Linked DNA regions of Nomascus leucogenys: region 2 is linked to region 1. A link is a contact called in public Hi-C data. All regions are on one chromosome and are shown on one strand. Each heading gives the region's core, a stretch centred on a gene start, on an enhancer-like site or on the middle of the called end of the contact. The rest is flanking DNA. Distances are from core to core; before and after follow the strand shown. Region 1 holds the start of AP3S2 (AP-3 complex subunit sigma-2). Region 2 overlaps ZNF710 (zinc finger protein 710).

What was found. A called contact is a pair of places that touch in the nucleus more often than the background predicts.
Region 2: a Hi-C map of a lymphoblastoid cell line shows a contact between it and region 1, with 4 times the contacts expected there. The contact joins the enhancer-like site here to the promoter of AP3S2 in region 1. A contact is called at or near these places in 2 of 4 Hi-C or Micro-C datasets (both in a lymphoblastoid cell line).

The regions. Positions count from the first base shown.
Region 1 is chr6:108,647,823-108,652,602 of Asia_NLE_v1, forward strand. It overlaps AP3S2 (AP-3 complex subunit sigma-2), which reads right to left and starts at 2,445. Exons shown (of 6, transcript XM_030815013.1): 1 at 1,586-2,445. The coding sequence starts at 1,654.
Region 2 is chr6:108,816,953-108,821,732 of Asia_NLE_v1, forward strand. The region is part of intron 1 of ZNF710 (zinc finger protein 710); the gene reads left to right. Among named protein-coding and RNA genes, the nearest start is that of IDH2, 43 kb to the right of the region's middle. Within about 2 kb of position 2,694, the one cell type or tissue checked has an H3K27ac peak away from gene starts, as active enhancers do. A contact at or near this core is called in a lymphoblastoid cell line, where this site is marked.

The sequences.
Region 1 (4,780 bases), core at 1,195-3,694:
ATGATCTAAAATTGATTGCGGTGATGGTTACACACCTTCTGTGAACATGCTAAAAAACACTGAATTGTTCCCTTTAAATAGGTAAACTGGGGCCGGACACAGTGGCTCATGCCTGTAATCCCAGCACTTTGAGAGGCTGAGTCCGGTGGATTGCTTGAGCCCAGGAGTTCAAGACCAGCCTGGGCAACATAGAAAGACCCCATCTCTGTAAGTAAATAACATAAAATAAATAAGTAAACAGTATAGCATGTTAGTTTTATCTCAATAACCCTGTTAGAAAAAAACTAGGGGGGAAATTTGCATACACACAAATGTAAATACAAATGGTTACGCTGAATACTTATATATATATATATATATATTTTTTTTTTTTTTTTTTTTTTTGAGATGGGAGTCTCGCTCTTTCGCCCAGGCCTGAGTGCAGTGGTGCTATCTTGGCTCACTGCAAGCTCCGCCTCCTGGGCTCACGTCATTCTCCTGCCTCAGCCTCCTGAGTAGCTGGGACTTGCAGGTGCCCGCCACCGTGCCCGGCTAATTTTTTGTATTTTTAGTAGAGACGGGGTTTCACCGTGTTAGCCAGGATGGTCTCGATCTCCTGACGTCGTGATCCGCCCGCCTCGGCCTCCCAAAGTGCTGGGATTACAGGTGTGAGCCACCACGCCCGGCCTGAATACTCATATTTTTACCTCGATGTAATCTACTTAATAAAATGTAATCCAGCTTTAAAAATCTTATGAGTAAAATTATTTTTTGATTTCTAATTGACAAAAGACAGAATAAAAGTCTGAAAAGGGTTTATTAACTTGTCAATAGACGCAAGAGTAGAAAAAGTGGAGCTGAAGCCTGAACACGTTTTCTGGCTCTTTCCCCTCTTCAGTTTCACCAGTCCCCCAATTATGTAACATTTTGAAACCCCGCCATGAAGAAATACAATCTTGGAAGACAGGAAGCAAATACTGATGTTTATGTGTTTGCAAAGGAACGTGTTGGGGAAATTCAAATTTACGTAATCATTTATTGAGCCCTTATGCGGCAGCATTTATAATTTCTCATCATTTTTCCACTTTTAAACTGATTTTCTTCAACCCTACAGAGTGAAGGGTATCTAGTCTCTGGAAAGTCCCAGCCAACACTGAAGCAAAATAATTCCAAAAAAAAGAACTTTTCCAGACCCTCTGGCTATAACAAAAACTTTCAGAAACTTAGTATTTCTTCCTCATGAAACTGTGGTCAACAACCAAAAAGATGACAGAATGTGACTTCAATCATTCAAGTTCTCATCGAGGCACACTCCCCACTATCGCTTCTATCTCGTTCCCAGAGACCCAAGGGAAAATGTCACAAAACGGCACAGAAATGCCAGGATCAAGAAAAGGGTCAGAGAGAGCGGAGGCACTAGGGCGGGAGACAGAAGGCCTGGCACCGGCCTGCGCCTAAGTTAAGTGCTTAAGTAGGGTGAGGGTCATGCTCGGTGCAGGAGCCCCAGGTGACCAAGGAGCGGTGCCCCCGGGCGCCGAGAGGCCAAAGAGGAAGGAAGAGATAGTGGGCGCCCTGAAGGGGCGTGGTGAAGCCGGGCTGCACTCACGAAACGCTGGTAGAAGCGGACTAGCCGCGGCTTCCCATGGTTGTTGAAAACCAGAATCGCCTGAATCATCTTTGCCAGCCACGGTTCTCTCAGCACCGGCTACTCCCAGAAAGCGCCTCCTTCCGCCACAAGACGGCCACTTCCGGTTGGTGCGCTGCTGAGAGCGGCACTCGGAAACTTGGCCCCGGCGCTCAGGAGCCCTAGCACCCAAGGGTCCGGCCTCTTTGACGCCCTGGAGAGGGCTGCGGGGTCCCCTGCGGAGGGCAGGTGCGAATGCCGAGGAGCGTGGTCACCTCGGCCAGCGTCGGTTGGCCGGTCAGGATGCGAATCCGGATCTGTGTCCCTCACCCAGACCGACGGCTGGCCCCAGAAGCCGAAACTTGACGAACAGCCGGGTTGCCAAAACGGAGAGGCGGCGGAAGCTTGTCTTTCTCACCGTCCGCTCCAAATCTTGCACTCCCGCCATCCTCTTAGCGCTCGCAGAACGTTCCGCGGAGTGGAGACCTTGGTCATTCGGCCGTTCCTCGGTTAAGGAACATTTCGTTCATTTTTATTTTTCAGTATTACAATGCTGCAGTGAATTACGTAGCTGTCTCTCCGTGCAGATGGGCTGTTCCTCCATGGTAGACGGTGAATGGTGGAATTAAGGAATTTTTAGTGCATTTCCATTTAAAATCCCAAATCGATCAAGTTCTTATTTTTGTTTGTTCTTTTAATGACCCAGTGTGGGTGAAGTGGAACACGTCCGTATACTGCAGATGGAGCAGCGGATACAGCTGCAAATCGATCCAGAGGACTGTTTGGCAATATGGATCAGAAGTCTTAAAAATATGTAACAGTCCGGGCGCGGTGGCTCACGCCTGTAATCCCCGCACTTTGGGAGGCCGAGGCGGGTGGCTCACTTGAGGTCAGGAGTTCGAGACCAGCCTGGCCAACATGGTGAAACCCCGCCTCTACTAAAATTACAAAAATTAGCCGGGTGTGGTGGCGCGCGCCTGTAGTCCCAGATACTTGGAGACTGAGGCAGGAGAATGGCTTGAACCCAGGAGACGGAGGTTGCAGTGAGCTGAGATAGCACCACTGCACTCCAGCCTGGGTGACAGATATATAACATAGATATATATAACATTAGACTTAGCGTTTCCAGCTCTAGAATTTATGATAAAATGATTGTGGATGTGTGAAAAGATGTAGCCTCAGGAACATACATTTCTGCCAGAGTATCTTCAGAACAGTAAAAAAAAAAGAAGAAGAAAAAAATATGTATCTCAGCAGTGTTATTACAGGGGAAATGGGAAGAAAATTATTACAAAAATGAGAAATTGGTTAAGTGCATTGTTCTACATGAATATGAGAAATATTAAATAGATAATAAAAATCATGCTGGGAAAGATTTATGATACAGAAGTGTTCATGACATCTGTTAAGCTAAAAGATTACACGAAGTATGTACAGGGACAACCCACTTTGCACAAGATTGGAGGCAAATACACCAAAATATGAATAATGTATCTGATGGAATAGCAGAGTCAGGGTGTTTGATCTGTACAGGACCCTGGAACCACACTGCCCTGATTCAAAGCATGGTTCTGCGGACTGCCTGGGCACCCTGGGCAAGTTGCCCCTTCTGTAGAAAAGGTGTAATATCAGTTTCTTAAACTGGAAAATGAGTCTACTGACTGCAGACAGTTGTTATAAACACCAAGGGAGTTAGTATAATATTTGTAAGCACTTGGAACAGTGCATGGCACATAACTGAGTACCACATAAGTGATTTAAAAACATCTTTGGGTGGTAGGATTATCAAGTTTTCCTTTTTTTCCTTCAAAGAAATATGTACTACTTTTGCAGCCAGAGTTTTGGGGTTTGCTTGTTTGTTTTTCAGAGACAGGGTCTTACCCAGGTTGGAGTGCAGTGGCACAGTCATACCTCACCGTAACCTCAAACTGCTGGCCTTAGGGGATCCTCCAGCCTCAGCCTCCCAAACCGCCACCATGCCTAGTCCAGTTTTGTTTGTTTTTTTTTTTGAGGTGGAGTCTCACTCTGTTGCCCAGGCTGGAGTGCAGTGGCACGATCTTGGCTCACTGCAACCTCCATCTCCCGGGTTCAAACAATTCTCCTGCTTCAGCCTCCCCAGTAGCTGGGATTACAGGCACATGCCACCATGCCCAGCAAATTTTTGTATTTTGTATTTTTAGTAGAGATGGGGTTTCACCACATTGGCCAGTCTGGTCTCAAACTCCTGACCTCAAGTGATTCACCCGTCTCAGCCTCCCGAAGTGCTGGGATTACAGGCATGAGCCACTGCGCCCGGCATGGCCCAGTTTTTAAATAAATAAAAACCCAAAGTCAGTTGCACTGCAACTTGACAAAATGTTTAAAATGTTGAGGAAGAATATCAAAGAAAATTCTGAAACAGAATTATGAAGAAGAACTAGCTCTGCCAACTATGAAAACCTACTTTGATGGTTCAAATTGTAATTATAGAAAGACTAACTGAAATATTATAAATAATTTAGGCACAAGATAATTTTAATATGTGATGTAGGAGTGGGAAGGAATTCAGTAAATACTATTAGGATAACTGGTTAGCAATTTGAAAATAAGTAGTTAAGTATAAAACCAGATAATAACCTAAATAGAAGAAAATGAAATTGAATAATATCCAAAAATCTGTATTATCTTAGAAGCAATAAAAATCACAAAACATCAACAGATATATAAAGTTTTTTTTATAAAAAGAATTATTTAATGGAAAAATCGTTGTTAAAATATGGCAAATGGTTATATTTAAAATACAAATAACTGATTGACTAAAAAGATAACATTCCCCAGTAGATAAATGGACAAAAGAACGAATAACAAAAGGAGAAATACAGTTAGGAAAAGGAAAAAATGTTTAAGCTCACTATAAGTGAGGGAAAGGCAAATTAAAATATATTAAAATATTATTTTCACCTCATCAAAAATCATTTTAAAAATGTTTTCATACCCAATTCTGACAAGGGCAGTATAAAAATGGTTCTCCCCTACATTGCTGGTGAAATTATGGTTTAGAACAACCCTTTTGGGAAGAAATTTGGCAATATAACAAGAACTTTACAAAAGATTTCTAGATTCTCAGTAATATGACTCCTGGGCATCTGTTCCTAAAGAAATAACCCAAAAATATAGTTAGAGGTGGGGAATTAAGGG
Region 2 (4,780 bases), core at 1,444-3,943, 170 kb after region 1:
GCCATTAGGGGAAGGTGAGGAAGAAGGCACCTGGGGTGGGGAGGGGCCTCCCACTTGATTCACCAGGCAAGGCCAGGTCACCGAGAGTATGCGTCAACTCTTGCTAATTAACTTCGAGAGGCCGGGCACAGTGGCTCACACCTGTAATCCCAGCACTTTGGGAGGCCAAGCTGGGTAGATCACTTGAGCCCAGGAGTTTGAGACCAGCCTGGGTAACATGGTGAAACACAGTGTCTACTAAAAAATCCAAAAATGAGCCAGGCGTGGTGGCACACTCCTGTAGTCCCAGCTACTTGGGAGGCTGAGGCACAAGAATCGCTTGAACCCAGAAGGTGGAGGTTGCAGTGAGCTGAGATCATGCCACTGCACTCCAGCCTGGGTGACAGAGCAAGACTAAATAATAATAATAATAATAATAATAATAATAATAATTTGGAGAATCAGAATCACTTGAGAAGCCTCTAGAAAATCCCATGTCCAGGCCCTGAACCCAGAGATTCTGGTTTAACTGATCTAGAGTGAGACCCCGGTATTGGCATTCTAATCAAACGATACCAGTTCTGGAACTCTGTGGACCCAGGGTCTCTGTCTTCACAAGAGTTTGTGTCTGAAAACTCACATCAAAATAGTTCATGCCTCACCATGGGGGCTTCACCCCTCATTTCCTTGGGTTTTAGGGTACTGTGATCTCTTAGAGGAGGGAGATCCTCACACAGGGGCCACCCTGTGGCAGTCAGGCCCACCTCAGCCCTCAGCTTATAGAAGCAGAGGCGTGGCTCCCAGATCAGGTGTAGGTGCACCTGGGCCTGGGGGATGGATCAAGAGAGCAAGCGTTGTCAGAGCAGGCCCTGTGGGAGGGGCTCTCTCACCTGGGAGGGCGTCAGATGAAAAAGCACTCAGAGCTCCTGGGCCTGAGCTCCTGGGGACTCTGCCATTAGGGGAAGGCAAGGAAGAAGGCACCTGGGGTGGGGAGGGCCCTCTGGCTTGATTCACTAGACAAGGTCAGGTCACTGAGAGTGTGCGTCTGCTCTTGCTAACTAATTTGGAGAGGCCCTTCCCTATGCTGCCTGGAGACCACCCGAAGGAGGAGACAGGACTGCCCTGGGAGTGAGGTGCTCAGAGAAGAGCAAAGCCTTGGTGGAACTCTCAGGCAAGAGTTTCACTCTCCATCTCACTTACCATGTTCAGTCTTGGCCCCTTGGCGACTGTCAGCTTCCTTCTCTTCCCTTTTCTGCACCCTGGTGTCTTTCTCTAGAGACACTCCCCCGCTGGGCCCCCTCTGTTCCTCTGCAGTCACTGTCCTGTAGGGGTGGCCTGGCTGTGGGGGGAGATGATCCACAGTGTGATTGTATCAGTCAGGGTTCTAGAAAGAAATAGAACCAGTAGGAGACACTACACACACACACACATACACACACATACACACACACACACACACACAGGTCTCTTTTAAGGAATTGGCTCCTGTGATTGTGGGGGCTGGCAAGTCCAAAATCTGCAGGGCAGACCTGGGGGCTGGAAACTCAGGCAAGATTCATATGTTACAGTCTCAAGGCAGAATTCTTTCTCTGGGAAACCTCAATGTTTGCCCTTAAGGCCTTCAACTGATTGTTTGATGCCTACCCACATTATGGAGGGTCATCTGCTTTTCTTAAAGTCACCCGATTGTAAATGTGAGTCACATCTATAAGATACCTTCATAGCAACATCTAGCTTAGCCAAGCACACAGCTGGGCACCATAGCTTAGCCAAGATGACGCATAAGATTTACCATCACAGTGATGGTCTCAGGCTGGGAGAGGGTCCTCATCCTGCCCTCATGTACTTCAAGGGAGGCAGTGCCTGCACTAAATCCCCAAAGATGATGGGAAATGCACCCAGTTCGAGGGAAGGGCAGTCCTGGCAGGGGCATCAGCCTGTGCAGAGGCCCCGAGGTAGGAAACGTTGGTGAGTGGGGGGCAGAGGGGCAGTGGAGCCTGCCTGGGAGCCATCTTGGGCAGCAAATGAAGGCATGGGCAGTGCATCCCACCTACCAAAAGGCTGTGGGGGCTGCGGAGCTGGAGACCTGCATTCTAGTCCTTGCTCCCCCACCGTCTCACTGTGTGACCTTGGACCATTCCCTTCCCCTCCCTGGGCCTCAGTTTCCTTATCTGTTAACAGGGCTGGGTACGGTGGGCATCACGGTGGTTTGTGGGTTGGTAGCCCTGTGTCAGGGGCCCAGCCACTCTGACTCCCAGAGGTGGGGCTCAGTGAATCTGTCCACAGAGAAAGGGGAAGCAAGGCAGAGACAGGATCCCAGGAGGAAGAGACTCTCGAGCTTCCCCTGCCCCTCCCCCATGCCGGTGGCAGCTCCCTGGGCCTCTGGCTCCTGAGGCCTGTGGGCTGGGCAGAAGTGAGACTGTGGCAAGGGGCCCCGAGGCACAGGCCTCCCAGCTCTCGCTTCCTCTTCCCTTCTGCACATGTGAGCAGAGTTTCCTTTGAAGCCTCCTGCGAGGAGGACAACAGGGGAAACCAAGAGGCTGGTTTCCTTAGGCGGTGAAATCCCATGCATGTTTTTCACAGCGGTGTACAGGCCTGGAACTTCCTCTTCTCCTCTCACCTGGTTACTTGTCCCGCCCACTCCAGCTTCAGCCTCTCCAGCCCCAGGGCCCTGGACTCCGAGGGGCAAAAGGTCCAGAGCCACATCCTGGAGGGCTTGAATGCCAGACCCAGGGTCAGGAGCCCCCTCCCCGCTCTTGCTCTGTTGGGTCCTGAACTGCCTCCATGGAACCCAGTCCTCAGTGCTGTCCCCACCCCACCCCCATACTGCAGCCCCTGCCTCCCAGAGATCCTGGTGCTTCATGTGGACTGAGCTTACGCAAGTCAACTCCCCAAGGGTGAGAACTTTAATTTGCCCCTTCTATCTACCCACAAGCAAGCACCTAATAGGTGCTTAGTAAATGTGCATTAAATCAGTGGCTCAAGCCTGGCACAGTGGCTTAGGCCTGTCATCCCAGCACTTTGGGAGGCCAAGGTGAGAAGATCGCTTGACCCCAGAAGTTCAAGACCAGCCTGGGCAACTTAGAAGACTCCACCTCTACAAAAACAATGTAAAATTAAATGGGTGTGGTAGCACATGCCTTTAGTCCCACCTACTTGGGAGGCTGAGGCAGGAGGATCGCCTGAGCCCAGGAGTTTGAGGCTGCAGTGAGCTACGATGGCACCACTGCACTCCAGCCTGGACAACAGAGGAAGACCCATCTCTTAAAAAAAAAAAAAGTCAGGCCGGGTGCAGTAGCTCACGCCTGTAATCCCAGCACTTTGGGAGGCCAAGGCGGGTGGATCACCTGAGGTCAGGAGTTCGAGACCAGCCTGGCCAACATGGTGAACACCTTGTCTCTACTAAAAATATAAAAAATTAGCCGAGCATGGTGATGGGTGCCTGTAATCCCAGCTACTTTGGAGGCTGAGGCAGGAGAATTGCTTGAACCCAGGAGGCAGAGGTTGCAGTGATCCAGTATCGCTTCACTGCACTCCAGCCTGAGCGACAGAGCGAGACTCTGTCTCAAAAAATAAATAAATAAATAAATAAATAAATAAATAAATAAATAAATAAAAGATCAGAGGTTCAGCTGCAGGGCTGGAGACTGCAGTCTCTGAGCAATCTGGTGATTCAAGGCCAAGATGAGGGAGCCAACAGGCAAGCCTGCCTTCCAGGATAAGTTCGAGGCACTGCTGAGGCTGTGTCAGGGAGTATGGGCTCACTGGACCCTCAGGAAATAGTCATCAAATTACATTGATCACGGGTGCTTGGTGATGTCCCAAGCCTGGCCTGGTAGAAGCCCCAGACCTCTGTCTGTTGGTTGTTTTTGTTTGTTTCTTTGCTTGCTTTTTCTTTATTTCTATACTTTTTTTTGTTTTGTTTTTTTGATACAGGGTTTCACTCTTGTCACCCAGGCTAGAGTGCAGTGGCGTGATCTCAGCTCACTGCAACCTCCGCCTCCCGGGCTCAAGCAATTCTCCTGCCTCAGCCTCCCAAATACGTGGGGCTACAGGCACGCCACCACACTTAGCTAATTTTTGCATTTTTTTGCAGAGACAAGAGCTCATCACGTTACCCAGGCTGGTCACAAACTCCTGAGCTCAAGTGATCCGCCTGCCTCGGCCTCCCAAAGTGCTGGGATTACAGGTGTGAGCCACCGTGCCCGCCCTTCAGTTGGTGTTTGAGATCTCCCTGGTGGTGGGAATTAGTCAAAGAGTGTCCAGGTGGCCACAAGATCCTGTTGGTTCTTCCTTCAAAATGGCTCCTGTCGTGCCAGACCAGGTTTTGGGTGTCTTCACCCACTCTCTGCCCTGAGATCTGTGTCCCAGGGGACACCAGCCACCCTGATCCCACCTGACCCTCCTCTGCTGCTAGAGTGATGGGTGAGTGAGAAGAAAGGAGCACTGTTGTGGGCAGTGTGGGATGAGAGGAGGTGCTGTCACAGCTTGGGGAAGGGACCCTGGTAACTGGCAGGTAGGTCAATAGTTCGCCCGCCTCCGCGGTCCAAGTAGGCTCTTGTGCCCATTTTACAGATCAGGAAACGGAGACAGGTGGAGGAGCCAGGCGACTTGCCCAGCCTTTACAGGACCCATGGGGCAAAGCCATAGGTGAAGTCGCAGTGAGAGATTCCAGAGCTCTGAGGAGCCCGCGTCCCCGCCTTGGTGGGGAAGGTCCCCTGCCGGCCCCCAGACGATGAATCTTTGTTCCCTCCCCAGGGGCTGGCCTGGCCCTCAGGCCTGGGAGGTGGAGGTGCCGAGC